Linked DNA regions of Mus musculus: region 2 is linked to region 1. A link is a contact called in public Hi-C data. All regions are on one chromosome and are shown on one strand. The core of a region is the stretch at or near the end of the contact, and the rest is flanking DNA. Distances in the headings are between cores, read along the strand shown. Region 1 holds the start of Gm36897 (predicted gene, 36897). Region 2 overlaps Gucy2c (guanylate cyclase 2c).

What was found. A called contact is a pair of places that touch in the nucleus more often than the background predicts.
Region 2: a Hi-C map of bone marrow-derived macrophages shows a contact between it and region 1, with 27 read pairs. The contact joins two enhancer-like sites. A contact is called at or near these places in 4 of 484 Hi-C or Micro-C datasets (bone marrow-derived macrophages, cerebellum, nephron progenitors and 1 more) and 3 of 115 datasets of contacts at active chromatin or transcription factors (astrocytes, differentiating embryonic stem cells and embryonic basal ganglia).

Annotation. Positions count from the first base shown.
Region 1 is chr6:136,463,601-136,470,671 of GRCm38.p6, reverse strand. Gm36897 (predicted gene, 36897) reads right to left here and starts at 6,997. Exons shown (of 2, transcript NR_168025.1): 1 at 6,689-6,997. Within about 2 kb of position 1,966, at least 387 of the 459 cell types and tissues checked have an H3K27ac peak or open chromatin away from gene starts, as enhancers often do. A contact at or near this core is called in bone marrow-derived macrophages and neutrophils, where this site is marked.
Region 2 is chr6:136,711,743-136,719,322 of GRCm38.p6, reverse strand. It overlaps Gucy2c (guanylate cyclase 2c), which reads left to right. Exons shown (of 27, transcript NM_001127318.1): 20 at 3,278-3,369; 21 at 6,119-6,277. Among named protein-coding and RNA genes, the nearest start is that of Plbd1, 54 kb to the right of the region's middle. Within about 2 kb of position 5,027, at least 47 of the 459 cell types and tissues checked have an H3K27ac peak or open chromatin away from gene starts, as enhancers often do. A contact at or near this core is called in bone marrow-derived macrophages and neutrophils, where this site is marked.

The DNA.
Region 1 (7,071 bases), core at 717-3,216:
GGATGTTGTCACAAGCGCAACACAAAGACAGGGCCCAGGCAACAAATGGCAGGCTTTGTTCTGGCTTAGGGTGGAGAGCCACACTAGAATGAAGTCCTTTGTGCCTCCAGTCTGCTCTGGGGATTATATAGGGGGAGGCTCCGGGAGCTGTTTCCCTGGCTGGAGACATTGTTCTGGAAACAGGCTGGGTTGCCATGGCTACAGCTCCCCGGGCCAGGCCCTGCCCATTTCCAGGCAGCCAGGCTGTTAGCCTGTCTGGTGCCTGCTGTTACCAGGTCACTCCCGGTTTCCAGGCCTCCCCACACCCAGCACTGCACGGGAATGCTGGGAAGTTCAAGTTTCCCAGATGGCCTTTGAGTCCGAAAATAAAGCCCTGCGCTTGCCAGGCCCGAGATTTTCTTGGAACAAAAGTCAGTAGATTGAAAGCTTGCTGAAGGCAGGGACCATCTTCTCATCAGCGTCACCAGGACCGTGTCTTCCACCCAGAGTAGGTTGTCACACAGTAGGCGCTTTAGAAATGCTGGCAAGCATTTGACACCATGATGGCGGCATAGAGTCAGGTTAAAAGAACGGATTTTGGAGCCAATATCTTTCTCTGACAGGTTTTATAGATCAGTAACACTACCTGATCCTTTCGAACTTTATTTTTCTCATCTCTAAAATGGGAACAGCAATGCCGTTCGCTCTCAGGGATGTACAGTGGCTAGGCTCATGTAAGATATGAAATGCATGGTACTGTGTGGGGCTTCTAATGATTTCTCCTGCTAATCTCTTTTGTGGGTTACTACATCGTCACATAAAAGTGCTGCTCTCCGTAAAGTCAGCCACCTCTTTGCCAAGCAACAACCATACAAACAAATAGGGTCCATACCGGCGCACTTGATACTGCCATTTCTATGTAAGGACTTAGTCAATACTTGTGCAATAAGCAACAGATAGAGAATGCCTGCCAGTAACAAGCGTCCCCTGCTTCAAAGGTCACACATAAATAATGCAAAGTAGGCTGGGTTCCAACCGTCTCTCCAGATGTCTAAGAGTAACAGAAGGAATGGCATGTCGACATTTCAGCCCTGGGTCTCCCAGTCTTCTCCCTCAACGTCTCAACACCCACAGACACACCAAAGGAACTCCCCTCCCCCATTCCCAGAGCAGACTGGCTTCTAAGACTCCAGGTGCTCCCTTGCTGACCCTGAAAGATTCCAACCATTTGGGGACATTCAAGAGGAGAGGTTCCACACTCCTCCTCCTCCTTTCCAAACGAGACTGACCTGGGCTTTGTCTAGGTTCTAGAACTCCTCAAAGTCCTGGGAGATTTTTAAGGTGGAGGGGTGGTAGCTGTCTGGGAATCCTCTGACCCCTGTGTGGCCTTAGGAAGTGCACACTGGACGACATCCGGTTCAACTGGGTGGCAGCTGCTCCTGGAGTCGCTCACCCTGGGGGCTGCTGGACAACCAGCTGGGGGAGGGGAGCCGGTCAAAGACTTAACCATCATTCCAGTGTCGTCTGAGATTGCTGTTGCTTTGAGTTGAGGTGTGTACAGCATGTGTGTATTTGGGGACACAGAAGGAGAGCACTTTGGCCCAACTGGGCACATGCATTGTCAACGCCTGGGGCAGAAGATGTTGTCATCCAATTGTTAGCCGGGTGTACCATAGGCATGGGGGGGTTGTGTGTTTTGTGCTTTGCAAAGATATGCAAACATAGGTGTTGGAAAATGGTGTGAACTGCATGCAGGGTGTGAAGTGCTCCTCTCAGTGTTTCAGACCCTCCTACCTCCCTCCCCGCCCCCACTCTCCAGCACAGGCAATAAACCAGGCCGCAAAGTCCTCCCCTCCCCCCAAGGCCTTGGCCAGCTCTCTGAAAACTGATATCCTGGGGCCCTTTTTCCCTCACCAGCTACAGTCAGAAGCAGCAGGAGGGAAAATGTGGACCGGATCTCAACAGAGAGTCCCGACTCTGAACTTTCTCTGCGATGATATGCAACCGATCCGGCACCAGGCCTGGTATTTCATCTGACTTTGCCACCCCAGGAACTGGGTTTAGGTTCCAGCAAGTCCCCGTCCAGTTCAGGTCTGTCTGTAAAATCCATGCTAGATTTTCCATTTCACCCTAGTGAAGTCTCAGCCTGTGGCTGTTGTTCTCAATCCAGCTCAGAAACTGGCTCAAACCGCCCTGAACTGGATTTGGTGGCTGTTGAGACACAGTTTCTGCCTCTTTGTTAGGGCGGAACCGCCCCATTCTCTACACCTCCCGCCCTCCCTCAATCCAGTGTCCTACAACAATCTCCCACCCACCCCACCCCCATTCCCTTTTTCTTAAAAAACAAAACAAACAACCCCCCCAAAACAAAACAAAACAAAAAAACTATGAAGTAGATTAAATTAAATTCTTTTTTTTTTAATGGATCTAGGTTGTAAGCCTTTTGGCTTTATGATATTAGTTATTTCTGAGTTGTTATCTTATCAGTTAACATGGTGCGCTTCAAATGATGCTCAGACAGGCCCAGAAACAACTACATTTCTCATCACTGACTTAAGGTTTTGGGTAGAGTTCATTGCTCATTTCCATTTCATTAACTGTAAGGTAAAAGAATTTGATAATTTTTATTACCATTCAGAGCTGGGGAACAGTATCTGTGCTCACTGCCTTCCGCAACTGTAGACGTGCCAGAGGAAGAACTGAAGGACGCAGATGGGTTTGTTTTTCCAGTTGTAACTTTACCCCTGGATCAGATGGTGTGAACTGTAAGATACAGGAGGCTGACTGGGGGTTGCCGGGTGAGGGAAGAGCAGGATTCTTCCCAGAATGTGGGTAGGGGCAAAGTGGGGATGTGACAGATTCAGGTCAAAACACTGCTGAGAGATTTGTGAATTTTAGCTATATCACACGCAGGCGTTTCTTATGTCTGGGATTAGACAGGCATGTAGCATGATGCTGAAGTGAAATTCCCCCAGGTTTGTCCACTTGAAAATGCCCAGTAGTCGTATGTTTATGCTATTATCTCAATAAAAAGATCGTCTCGATTTCTCTCATTCTTTTTTCTTTGACAAGAATTTCTTATTTCGAGTTTTTTTGAGAACTCCGGAAGAGACACTAGAAAAAGCAACCATGATCTGGGTGTGGCTCCATGTTGTGTCTGACGGCTCCCTCGTCGCCCTCTGCTGGCCAGTTCAGGTAGTGTGTGAAGCTGTCAGAAAGCTGCTGAGCAGTTTCTTGTCCAAACCCAAAATGCCTGGCCGCCTAGCTGAGGATGCTTCATTCTGCCTGTTTCATATGCATCTCTTCTTATTCCTATGCATGGCATTTGAAATGCTTCTATAATAGTTCATGGGATTAACTATAAATTAATTAGTTAAAGTTTAGCCCTAAATCCGGAGTCAAGGGCTGGGAACAGCCTTTTTTCTCCTGTGTTAAGAACCAGAGTCGCGAAGGTGGTGAGTGGCAGCAACCCTCAGGAGGTGGGTGTGTTGATCAGGAGTTCAAGGTTATGTAAGCAGTTTGAGGCCGGTCTGAGGTACATGAAACCCTGCATTTTGCAAAACAAAACCCAAAGTTGTTTATTTAAGTAATTTCAGTGGAGCATAAAGTTCTGGGAAAAGGCCAATTGTAGCAGGCAACCTAGAGAAGCTATTTATTTATAAGAAAGGGAAGGTTGACACTTGCTCCCTTCCTGCTCCCTTCCTCTCTCTCTGCCGGATAGAGTCTGCTGTAGGTACCTTTGGTTTCCCGGAATCCTGAAAATGGGTATGAGATAAATGTGAATGCATCCATTGAATTTGGTCCTCTGAGATTCAGGAGTGCTAAGTAATTATTGTAGGAAGGCACAAAATATCTATATAGAACTTTCCAGAATGTGAAACCTTAGAGGGGATTCTAGAAAGGTAGAAATTAAGGTATGGCCTCTGGCCTTCTGATGGTCCAGTGGGCTCTTTAGGCCACCCTCATTATCTGCTCTATAAGCTGGCGATCCACAGGCGCCCTGGCATCTCATCCTCTCTGGTTTCAGGCCTTTCCTCCCTGGGCCTGGCGGAACACTTGGCCTCCTTCCTCCTCCCAGTCTACTTGGTTACAGTACACTGCAGTGGTGTGCACGCGTGCGCCCTCACATGGTGTGCTTGTTCTATAGGTTCCCTGTCTCCTCCTTTAAGCTTTATATTCCCCTTAAGCCATGTCCTTCTGATCAAAATTGAACAACTGGCTTGTGACACCGTACCTGCTAAAAAGCAAGGAATAAATATGTGTTGAACAGATGGATCAAATTCAAATACATTCTCTTGGCCCAGGCCTATCACTTCCTGGAGTCTTCTTTTCCTATCACGTGGCTTTTTGGACACTTGACCTTCTATGCCTTTTCTGTCCTGGGCTCTGGGGTGTCTTTCCTGGGGTGAGAGCTTTCAGCTGACTCCTCGCAGTTGAGCTCCTGACGTCCTGATAAACAAGCCTGTAGCCCCGGCAGTCTGTGTTTTCTCCTCAGTGGTACTTGATTCATCCTGAGGTGGAACTGGATTCCAGGGGTGTTGTCTGAGCATGAGATTGCTTGCCTGCGTGGTGCTCCCACCCCCACCTCCAACAATACTTCCTTTGTTCCGGGGGAGAAACGCCTTACCATTCCATCTTCTAAAAGAACTCCCTCTGCTGGCCACAGGCGGCCTTGGCTGTGCTACATTTAAAAGCCCCAGAACTTCAAGTGGCAGTTTGCATGGTCCTGAGCCTGTGTCCCAGGTGTCACTTCTTCTCTGGTTGTCAGCCACGCCCAGGAGTAATTTATTGAAGCTATAATTTCTTTCTCTCTCCTCTTCTATTTTTATTTCTTCCTGTTTGAGGCATGCTCTTTAGCCCAGATTGGCCTCCTGCCTCCGACTTCTGAGTCCTAGACTTATATTCATGGGCCGCCATCCCCAGATTATTTGGTGTTGAGGATTGACTTCTGGGCTTTGTGGATGCTATGTAAATACCCTACCAACCGAGTTACAGCCCCACCCTGGCTTTCTTGGATTCATTCTATAGTTCTAAAAGCTCTAGAGAAGACTTTGGAGATGTGTCTCTGTTCTGTATTCTCTGAGCTGCTGTTTGAATTTAAGATTTTTAAGTGTGTGTGCGTGCGCACGCACACGTGCGAGTAGATGCCAGAGGAGGGTTCCAGGGCATCTTTTTCCTTTTCAGTCCTATTCCTTTGAGGCGGGGTCTCTCTCCGAACCAGGCAGGACCTTTTGTTATCTCAGCTAGGCTGGGAAGTGAACAAATCCCAGCAATCCTCCTGTCTCCACCCTCTCAATGGTGCAGCTTCAGATTTGGGCAGGTTCTCTGCTGGTTTGTTAGATGGGTGATGGGATTTGAAATCTGGTCCTCAAGGTTTTGAATGTGCTCTTATCAGCCGAGCCATCTCTCCGGCCCTGGTTGTTTGTATTTTGACTCAGGGTGTTGCTATGCGATCACGGTTGCCTGGTACTAGCCTGGTAATTGGGTAACCCACAGTGGCCTCAAACTCGTGATCTTTCGAGGACTGAGATTACAGGCATGAGTGAACACTCCCGGCTCACCAAGTGGCTTTGCTTAACGAATGGTTGTATAACTGAATTTTCTCAACTGCCTGTAACTTGTGGCTTTCACTTCATTTTAATAATAAATTCAATTTTGAGACATGGATTACTCTATAGACTAGGCTGGTCTGATGCTCTTTGTGTTGAACTCTAAGCAATCCTCCAGCTTCAGTTTTTGGAATGTTGACATTGCAGGCTGGTAGTTCTGTACCCTTAGGAGATGATAAAGGCTGGAGGTGAAGCCTAATTAGAGAAGTAACTGCTGAGCCTGGTCTCAGGGGCTGTCAGCCCTCTTTCTCTTAGACAGGGTCTCTCTCTCTGTGACCCTGGCTGTCCTGAGACTCTCTAAGTAGACCAGACTGGCCTTGAATTCACAGCGATCTGCCTCTATCTCTCAAATGCTGGAATTAAAGATGCGCCCCTGAAAACCTGTCCTCTTGTGACCCTTGCTGCTGCAATGGTCAACAAAAACTAAGAAATTTCCTTCTCCCCCATCCTCCCTTAGAGACCTTTGACTCAGCACAAACAGCTGACCACGGACTGAACCCCAGACTAAATAAAGCCTGCAGCACACAGAGCCAAGTTAAATTTCTATTCCTCCTGTGGATGGCTTGCTTGGCATTTGTCACACAGACCAAAGCCACCTCATCCAGCTCTGCTCAGCGGTGTGTGTGAAAGCAACCACTGCATGCAGAAGCAAGTTTCAGCCTCACGGCTGCTTGTACAGGCAAAGCAGCGGCCTGACAACTGGAGACTCAGAAAGGTTAGGTAATTTGCCTAATGTCACACAGCTGTAGATGGCAGGACATTGACAAAAGCAGGATGTTGTTTGAGTCGCTGTTAAGCTGGCGCGTGCTCCGTGCTCTCAGATGGCATTCTTTTGCTTTCCTCCCTTGCTTTCCTCAGGAAACCTTAATATAAAACCGTGGAAACTGGGCGCCAGCCCAGCCCCCAGCTTCTTCAGAAGAGGAAATGCAAGTCCACGGGCGAGGAACCAGGCCTGGGTTAGTGGCATCTGCCTGTAGCGCCGGTGATCGGGAGGCAGAGGCAGCAGGACCACTGGGAGTTCCGGGCTAGCCTTAGCTATACCGTTTTTTTTTTTGTTTGTTTGTTTGTTTGACATTTTGCACCACGCATCAGAGCCTTACCTGGAATGAGCTTCTTTCTCCACTCTGCACAGTGAAGAAGGAACCCGAGGGGATGGATGTCCTGCCAGAGTGACAAGAGGCTGCAATGTGGCCCCGCGGTTCTCTCCGTCTTCTTCCTGGTGGCTGTGGAGGTGGTCCTGTTTCTTCTTTCTCCGCTGCAACTGTTGTTTCATGTAGCCCAGGCTGGCCTAAAGCGCCCTTGCTAGTGAGGGATAATCTTGAATCTGATCCCTCCCCCACCTTCCAGAGCACAGGATTATAGACACAGACCGCGCGCGTGCCTGCATTGTTTGTCTCTTTGGTTTGTTTAAATGGAGCTGGGGATTTACCCTAGGGTTTCCTGTGGCCCAGGCAAGTGATTCACAGGAGCACAGCCCTCCTCC
Region 2 (7,580 bases), core at 3,778-6,277, 250 kb before region 1:
CCCAAGAGTTTTCAGTTGATCACTTCTGAAAAGGCCAAATACCATCACCCTCTTTGTTTGATAGGTGTGTGTGTGTGTGTGTGTGTGTGTGTGTGTGTGTGTGTGTATGTGTGTGTTCAGTTACTAGAAACCACTGGAGTCTAAAATTACTCAATGGAAAACTCCAGAATAAACAATTTATAAATTTCAAGTTGTTCAGTCTGATAAAGCTTTGTGCCACTTTTCTCTGTTCTGTTCTCCCCTTCCATTAGTCTCTGGGTAGGCATCTAGGCTCAGAGACTTACAGCTGAGTGATGAACTCACGTAGACCTGTGACTTAATAACGGCTCTCACGTGCATGTACAGTGATGGGGAAGTTTAGTGTATTACTATGGCTGTTTTGCTTTACCACTGGTTATTATTATAACTTACAAACTCCATCTGACCATAAGTATGTGCTGGGCTCTGTACTCTCCAGAAGTTCTCTGCTGGAAGCCTTGAAATGGTCTCTCCCAGGCAAGGAGGGACTGCTCTTTGGTGACATAGGACACAGGGCTGAGGATGCAGGGATCTGTGACCAGTTCTTCTCACCCCTCCCCCAAGCTCTACCCCTCCCCCAGCTCAGGACAGAGCTGCTGGTGGAAGCACACATCACAGCCTACATTTTTGAGAGCCTACATTTTTGTAAGCCTGACACATACATATGCGATGTATGTGTCAGGCTTACAAATACTTCTATTGATTTAAAAAGAAATATGATCCAGCTATAGGTATATACATCTTCAGTCCCAGCATTTGGGAGGCAGAGGGAGGATTATCAGGTATCAGGGCCCAGCTTCTGGTACATGAGACTTAGTTTCATTTACCAAAACAGCAAACCCTCACCTGCACAGATAAGGAGATGAAGGTAATATTCCCATACAACTGATTTAATAGCTAAGACTAAAAGTGTGTTTTGTTTTAAAGTTCTACTTCAAAGTTGACTAAGCTAGGTGTGGTGGCACATGCCTGTAAAACCTGCACCTGACGGGTAGAGACAAGACAGGAGTGCAAAGTCATCCTTGGCTACAGTTAGAGGCCAACCTGGGCTACATGATACCTTGTCTCAGAAAGAAAGAAAGAAAGAAAGAAAGAAAGAAAGAAAGAAAGAAAGAAAGAAAGAAAGAAAGAAAGAAAGAAAGAAAGAAAGAGAGAGAAAGGAAGGAAGGGAGGAAGGAAGGAAGGAAGAAAGAAAGAAAAGAAAGAAGAAAGGAAGGAAGAAAGAAAGAAAGAAAGAAAGAAAGAAAGAAAGAAAGAAAGAAAGGGAGAGAGAAAAAAGAGAGAAAGAAAGAGAAAGAGAAAAGAGAGAGGGAGAGAGAGAGGAAGAAAGAGAAAGAAAGAGGAAAACCAGTATGCTTCATTTTAGAAACTTAGAAGAAACGTTTAAACAGTCCTTCAATAAGACCTTTAGAAGTCAGGCATGGTGACTCATACCTATAATCCCAGCTCTGAGGAGGCTGGGGCAGAAGGACTTTGAGTTTGAAGACAGCTTGGGTTACATAGTGAGCCCCCATTTAAATTAAAGAAAGTGGAGGAGAGAGAAAAGGATGAAAGGAAGGGATGGATTGGGGGGGGGTGGCGCAGGAGACAGGGCGGGAGGGGACATGATAAGGACCCAGCTGCTGAGGTTCCCATCCCCACCCCTCCCCCCCCACCCCCCACCCCCACCCCCGCCGCTGTTTCTCATTACTTCCCTTTCTCCTGTTCTTCTGGACTCCTCCCCCGCCTCATCAGATCGGTTCAGTCATCCCCAGTAAGAAGAGAAAGATTCCAGGATCCTCCAACCTCCCCAATCCTTACTTGCCGGATCCCCTTACAATCAGATGGTGTGGCATTTGTATATAACCTACCTACAACCTCCGGGATGCCTAAAATCACCTGTGCGTTACTTACGGATTTAAACATTAATCCTATGAAGATTTATTGTCATGTTGTATAATGTGTGTGTTCGGTACAGACTTAGTTTTCCCCTGAACCTTCCCAACCTGTAGTTAATGGGATCTACACCGTGGAAGAACAGCCAAGGCTGATGGTTTACACAGGTGATTAGAGCCTTTTCACCAAAGCAATACCCACAATTCATCGCTGTTGCTGACTGATTCTGCAACTGGAAGCTAGGCAAAGATTTCATGCCCCTATAACTGGTCCCAGTAGAAAACAAGCCTAAAACCAGTCTCTCAACAGTGTCCCTTTGATCCTCAGAGGTGTGGTGCCTGCTGAGGCAGGGGCATCACCCAGAAGCTAAATAAACCAAGAGAGGCAGCTGTGGCCTTAGCTCCCTCCCAGGAACCATTCAAATAGAATCCAAGGAGAGCAATCCTGTACCGAATCATTTATCACCTTGGTTCCAACCACAGTGAAGAGCAAACTTTATTTAAATAAATGGCAGCAACTTCCCTTTTGGGTCAAGTCACAAATATGGTGGCAGGTAAGATGACAGGTCCTTCTACCTCCTCTTCCTCTCCCCTCCCATTCCTCTGAGCCACTTCTCCATTATAGCTGTGCACCCCTGTCAGGTGGGAAACTTAAAACATAAGTACAATTGCCTTTTGCCCATGTAAAATTCAGAACACACATATGTGTTCACAAATCACTTAATGCCTTGGGGTGGGGCCTGAACACAAGAAGTTTCCTTTGTGGTCCTCGAGGGAGTGACTCCCAGCTGCAGCTGAGATTAGCAAACCATCAAGGTTTGTTCTTATGTACACCCATTTGCTTTGTTTCCACTGAGGCACATTAGTTTTTGTTTGTTACAGTGTGTGTGCGTGTGCGTGTGCGTGCGTGCGTGCGTGCGTGCGTGCGTGCGTGCGTGTGTGTGTGTGTGTGTGTGTGTGTGTATGTGTGTGTGTATTAACCTGCTAAGGCATCTCGCCAGCCTAAACCTCATTATTTTTTACCCTCCCTGACACATAAACACCACATGTTCTTGTAGAGCCTTTAATGTCTTCCATAAACACCAGCCTCATTCAAATTGTTACCACTTTTTAAGGAAGTGCATTCCAAAGACTGACTGGGTGTGGTAATGTCAGCAGCGGAGTCTACAACATGAAAGGAAGTGAGCTGGAGACTGGTTCTCATAGTCACTGTGGCAGATCCTTGCGAAATATCCCCCACCTTGTTCATACCCATCACGGAGGACAAAATGAGGCTCAATCCTGGAGTGTAGCACACACAGCCCACCTCCACCCCCGAGCTAAGCCCCGCCCACTTCATCTTCGCCCCGTCTATCTAATAAGCCCCGCCCACTTTGTTTTCGCAGGTCTATCTACTTGTCAAAAGCTGTTGGGAGGAGGATCCAGAAAAGAGGCCAGATTTCAAGAAAATCGAGAGCACACTGGCCAAGATATTTGGGTATTGCTAACATTTTTACTTTCCCTCCCAATTTTGATTTTTTTTTTTTTTTTTTTTTTTGGTTTTTCGAGACAGGGTTTCTCTGTATAGCCCTGGCTGTCCTGGAACTCACTTTGTAGACCAGGCTGGCCTCGAACTCAGAAATCCGCCTGCCTCTGCCTCCCGAGTGCTGGGATTAAAGGCGTGTGCCACCACGCCCAGCCCAATTTTGAATTCTTTAATGGTGATTGGATAGTTGACATTTAGTGCTACCACGGAATGAAAATGTTTGTGCCAATAAAATTCTCAGGCTATAACCAACACCTGTCACATAAAATGCAAATGATTCAGAAGTAAAAAAGACCACTTCTCAGGGACATGCTCTCATAAAGTTAAACACTCAGGGACAAAATACATCATAATATATCATACTTTTTATCATTAAAAATAGTTTCCAGAGGCAAGAAAGATGGTTCATCAGTTAAGACACGCACTGTTCTTGCAGAGGAACCAAGTTTGGTTCCTATAGCCCACATCAGGAGACTCACAACTGCCTGTGACTCCAGCTCCAAGAGATAGGATGCTTCTGGCTTCCTGGGCAGCTGCATCCAGGAGCAGTGTTCCTCCAGTACACACACTTAAGCTAATAAGTCTGAAAAAGACATAGTTTCTAAGAGAACCTTAAAGTTGGGGTGCATGAGGAGGTAGGGAGGATTTGGGAAGAATTAACAGAGAAGAAAACATGTATGAAACATATTTTAATTAAATGCATAATTTCCAGACTTCCAGACCCTTCTGGAAGTCTAACCTGGGTCCTGGGATTCTATAATGCTCCTGGGTAATATATGTATATATATATATATATATATATATATATATATATATATATATATATATATATATATATATATATATATATACACACACATATAGGGGGGTTCTTGCATGTATGTCTGTGTGCCTTGTGCATGCAGTGCTCACAGAGGCCAAAAAAGGCATCAGACCCTGGGGTTGAAGTTACAGACAGTTGTGAGCTGCCACAAGGGAGCTGGAAAATCAAACCCAGGTCCTCTGGAAGAGCAGTCAGTGTTCTTAACCACTGAGCCATGTCTCTGGGCCCAGATGGGTAATTCTTAACATTAGAAAGTTCTTAATATTTTTAAGATCTAGCTTTTATTTTTAATTCTTTGTATATGTGTGGGTTTGTGTACCTGTGCGCAGGCACCCGGATTCCCTAGACCTGAACTTGGATCTGTAAGTCCCCTGACATAGGTCCTAGGAGGTGACCGAGGGTCCTCTGGTAAGGCAGGATAGGTTCTTATGAACCATCTCTCCAGCCACCAAGGTCAGCAAGCTTTAAAGATCTCCAAAATCACCAGCTATGGCCCCAGACACTTTAGATTTGTTTTCTGAATCACTAGAGCCTTCGTGTTCAAAATGGGTGTTATATCCCATGATCCAGCGATACCAAATCCTCGATGCTGTGTGCTTTTAGATAACACACTACAGATGGGAAAGGGACAGTGACTGGAGAACTGAGAAACCAAGCACCAAGGAAGACATAATGCTGGCTTGCTGGGAACAGAGGGCAAATCAACACACACACACACAGACATGCACACGCACATGCAGACGCAGATGCAGGCTACCAACTTCCTCATTCATGAAACTGGAGTGAGCTGGGTGGTTTCTAAACTTCCTTCCATCTCTGACTTTCTGGAGGTGTCCTTAGGCCCTAAGATTCAGACACCTGCTGAGGTGAGAAGCCAAGGCAGAGATGGGAGCCATGGTCTGATTGGCAGAAGTGTGCACTGTTTGAATAGAGCAGGAACTAGCAACAGATTCAATTCTCGCCTTTTCACTCCTCCCCTGGCTGTCACCGAGGTCAGATGGGACAGTGCAGTATCAGTGACAGGGACTCTCATGGAGATAGATCATGGGCCCCTGGTCTTTACCCTTGACTCTGGTGGGTCTCAAACATGGCTGTTCATTTGAGATTCCCCAAGGAGCTTTAAGAAACACTGGCACCTTAATTCTGCCCTAGAGCATTTGATGTAACAGGGCTAAGGTGTAACTTAGCGGGAGTTTTAATAATTCCCTAGGTGACGAAGATCCATAGTTAAGATGGGGAAACTTTTAATTGAATCCATTCATTTCCACCTCCCCTGTGCTTGCTCCTGATCCCATTCTGCCTAACGAACCTTTACTGCTGGGGTCAAGTAAGAGCCCTTGGGAGCTTGTTATAAAAAAAGTTCTGTCTCTTGGGACTGTGGAGATGTCAACAAGACTAGTCACCTGAGTTCATACCCAAAACAATGATGGTGTCCTCAAACCTCCTTCAAACCCATACTATGACACACACACTCTCTCTCTCTCTCTCTCACACACACACATACACACAAACACACACAATAAACATACACAGAGACACAACATACACATAAACACACACACAGAGACACACAGAGACACAACCAGTCTCTCATACACATATACAGAGAGAGAGGCACAGAGACACACACACATACCAAACACAGAAACACACAGACACACACTCACTTATACAAAGCAAGCCTACACCGTCTGAGGGCAGAAGTGGGAACTTGTCAATGACGTAATCACGATGGCAGAATGGCTGTGGGATCTCAGAACTTTTTTCTATGTCTTAGCATGTTATAAACATTATCTTTAACATACACAACATCATGAGACCCCCCTCACACCCCTTCCCAGTGATGTGTAAAAATCCTTCATCTGTTACCACCTGCAGCCTTTTCCATGACCAGAAAAACGAGTCTTACATGGACACCTTGATCCGACGTCTCCAGCTGTACTCTCGAAACCTGGAACATCTGGTGGAGGAAAGGACTCAGCTGTACAAGGCGGAGAGGGACAGGGCTGACCACCTTAACTTCATGCTCCTCCCACGGTAAGGCCAGCCACCTGTAAACATGGCTTCCCGTGATTCCACAGCCAGGCTCCCAGCTGAAACCTTCAACGTGGCCGCCTCTCCCCATTGCTGGTTTTGTTCTGCATTTGGTTTGGCCTTTGGTTTGTTTGGGGCAGTCTAGGGTGGTTTCCTTTTATAGACCCTTCAGGGTTCAAAATGCTTGAACCTTGCTGAACCTCCTGATTTCACTCTGAATTCCCAAAGCAAAGAAGTTACTGTGAGGATTATGGACTGAGTAGAGGGCTGTGAGTTCTAATATCTCATTAAGTCTACATTCTGCCTTCAGGCAAACTGCTGTCCGTCTGTCCTCAGACTCAGCATGGAAACTCAAGTCTGCCGCATGTGCTGTGTGAACGCTCTCTGAGGCTCTCAGGCATTCAGTGTTGGTGTCTTTGCTTTTCTTCTTGACATCACAAGCAAAGTCCAAGTCACAAGAACTAGAAGTTGTCTGTGGGCGACGAGGCAGGTGTCTTGCCATCAGACCATCTATGAGCGAACTTCATGAAACATAGTCAGGACAGAAGAGAAAGGGCATTAGGACTGAAATCCCCAAAGAGCTTAATGTTTTCAGAACACTGTCATTCGAATAAGTTCCCCCGGAATGTTAAGATAAATGAGGAATCACAATGTGATGGTTTGGTCAATGGCTTTGTACAAGCAAGAAGCAATGGTCTCTTCCCGTTCCGGTGTGGCAAGCTGTTAATTGAGTGTAAGGATAAGCTAGGTAGCCTAGCTCTGGTAAAATTGCGGAAACTGAGCTCAGTGAGACCTGACTTCAAAGCTTGCTTCCACTGGCTACTATTGATGAGCAGTCTTGGATAGGAAACCTAGATGATCCAACCTGTCTCCCATCTTCCTTCAGTATCTTGGGTAGCAGATAGGAAACCAACACTCGTCTATAACATTCATGCTGGGGTATACACAGTAACTGAGGCTTCTCCAGGTTGCTGGTTCCTTAACCCCTCCCATATCCACCCCCATCTGTCCTAATGACTATTTTCCAAATAAAAAGTAGTTTCTCCTCTATAAACCTGGGCAAAGAGGTGGGGGACACACATGTGCCCCATTCAGTCCCTGGGACTTGGAAAAGCCTAATCAGGACCATGAGCCTTCCAGCTCATACACACAGATTAGGAGAGCATTCTGGAAATACACTAGAACCACCCACCTCTATGTCAAAGAGGGTATGTGTTGCCTGAGCCACATAAACTCACTATGTCATGCAGAATTCTTTGCCTGGACAGTAAGGCCTCATTGAGAAACATGATGCCATAGTTGTCCC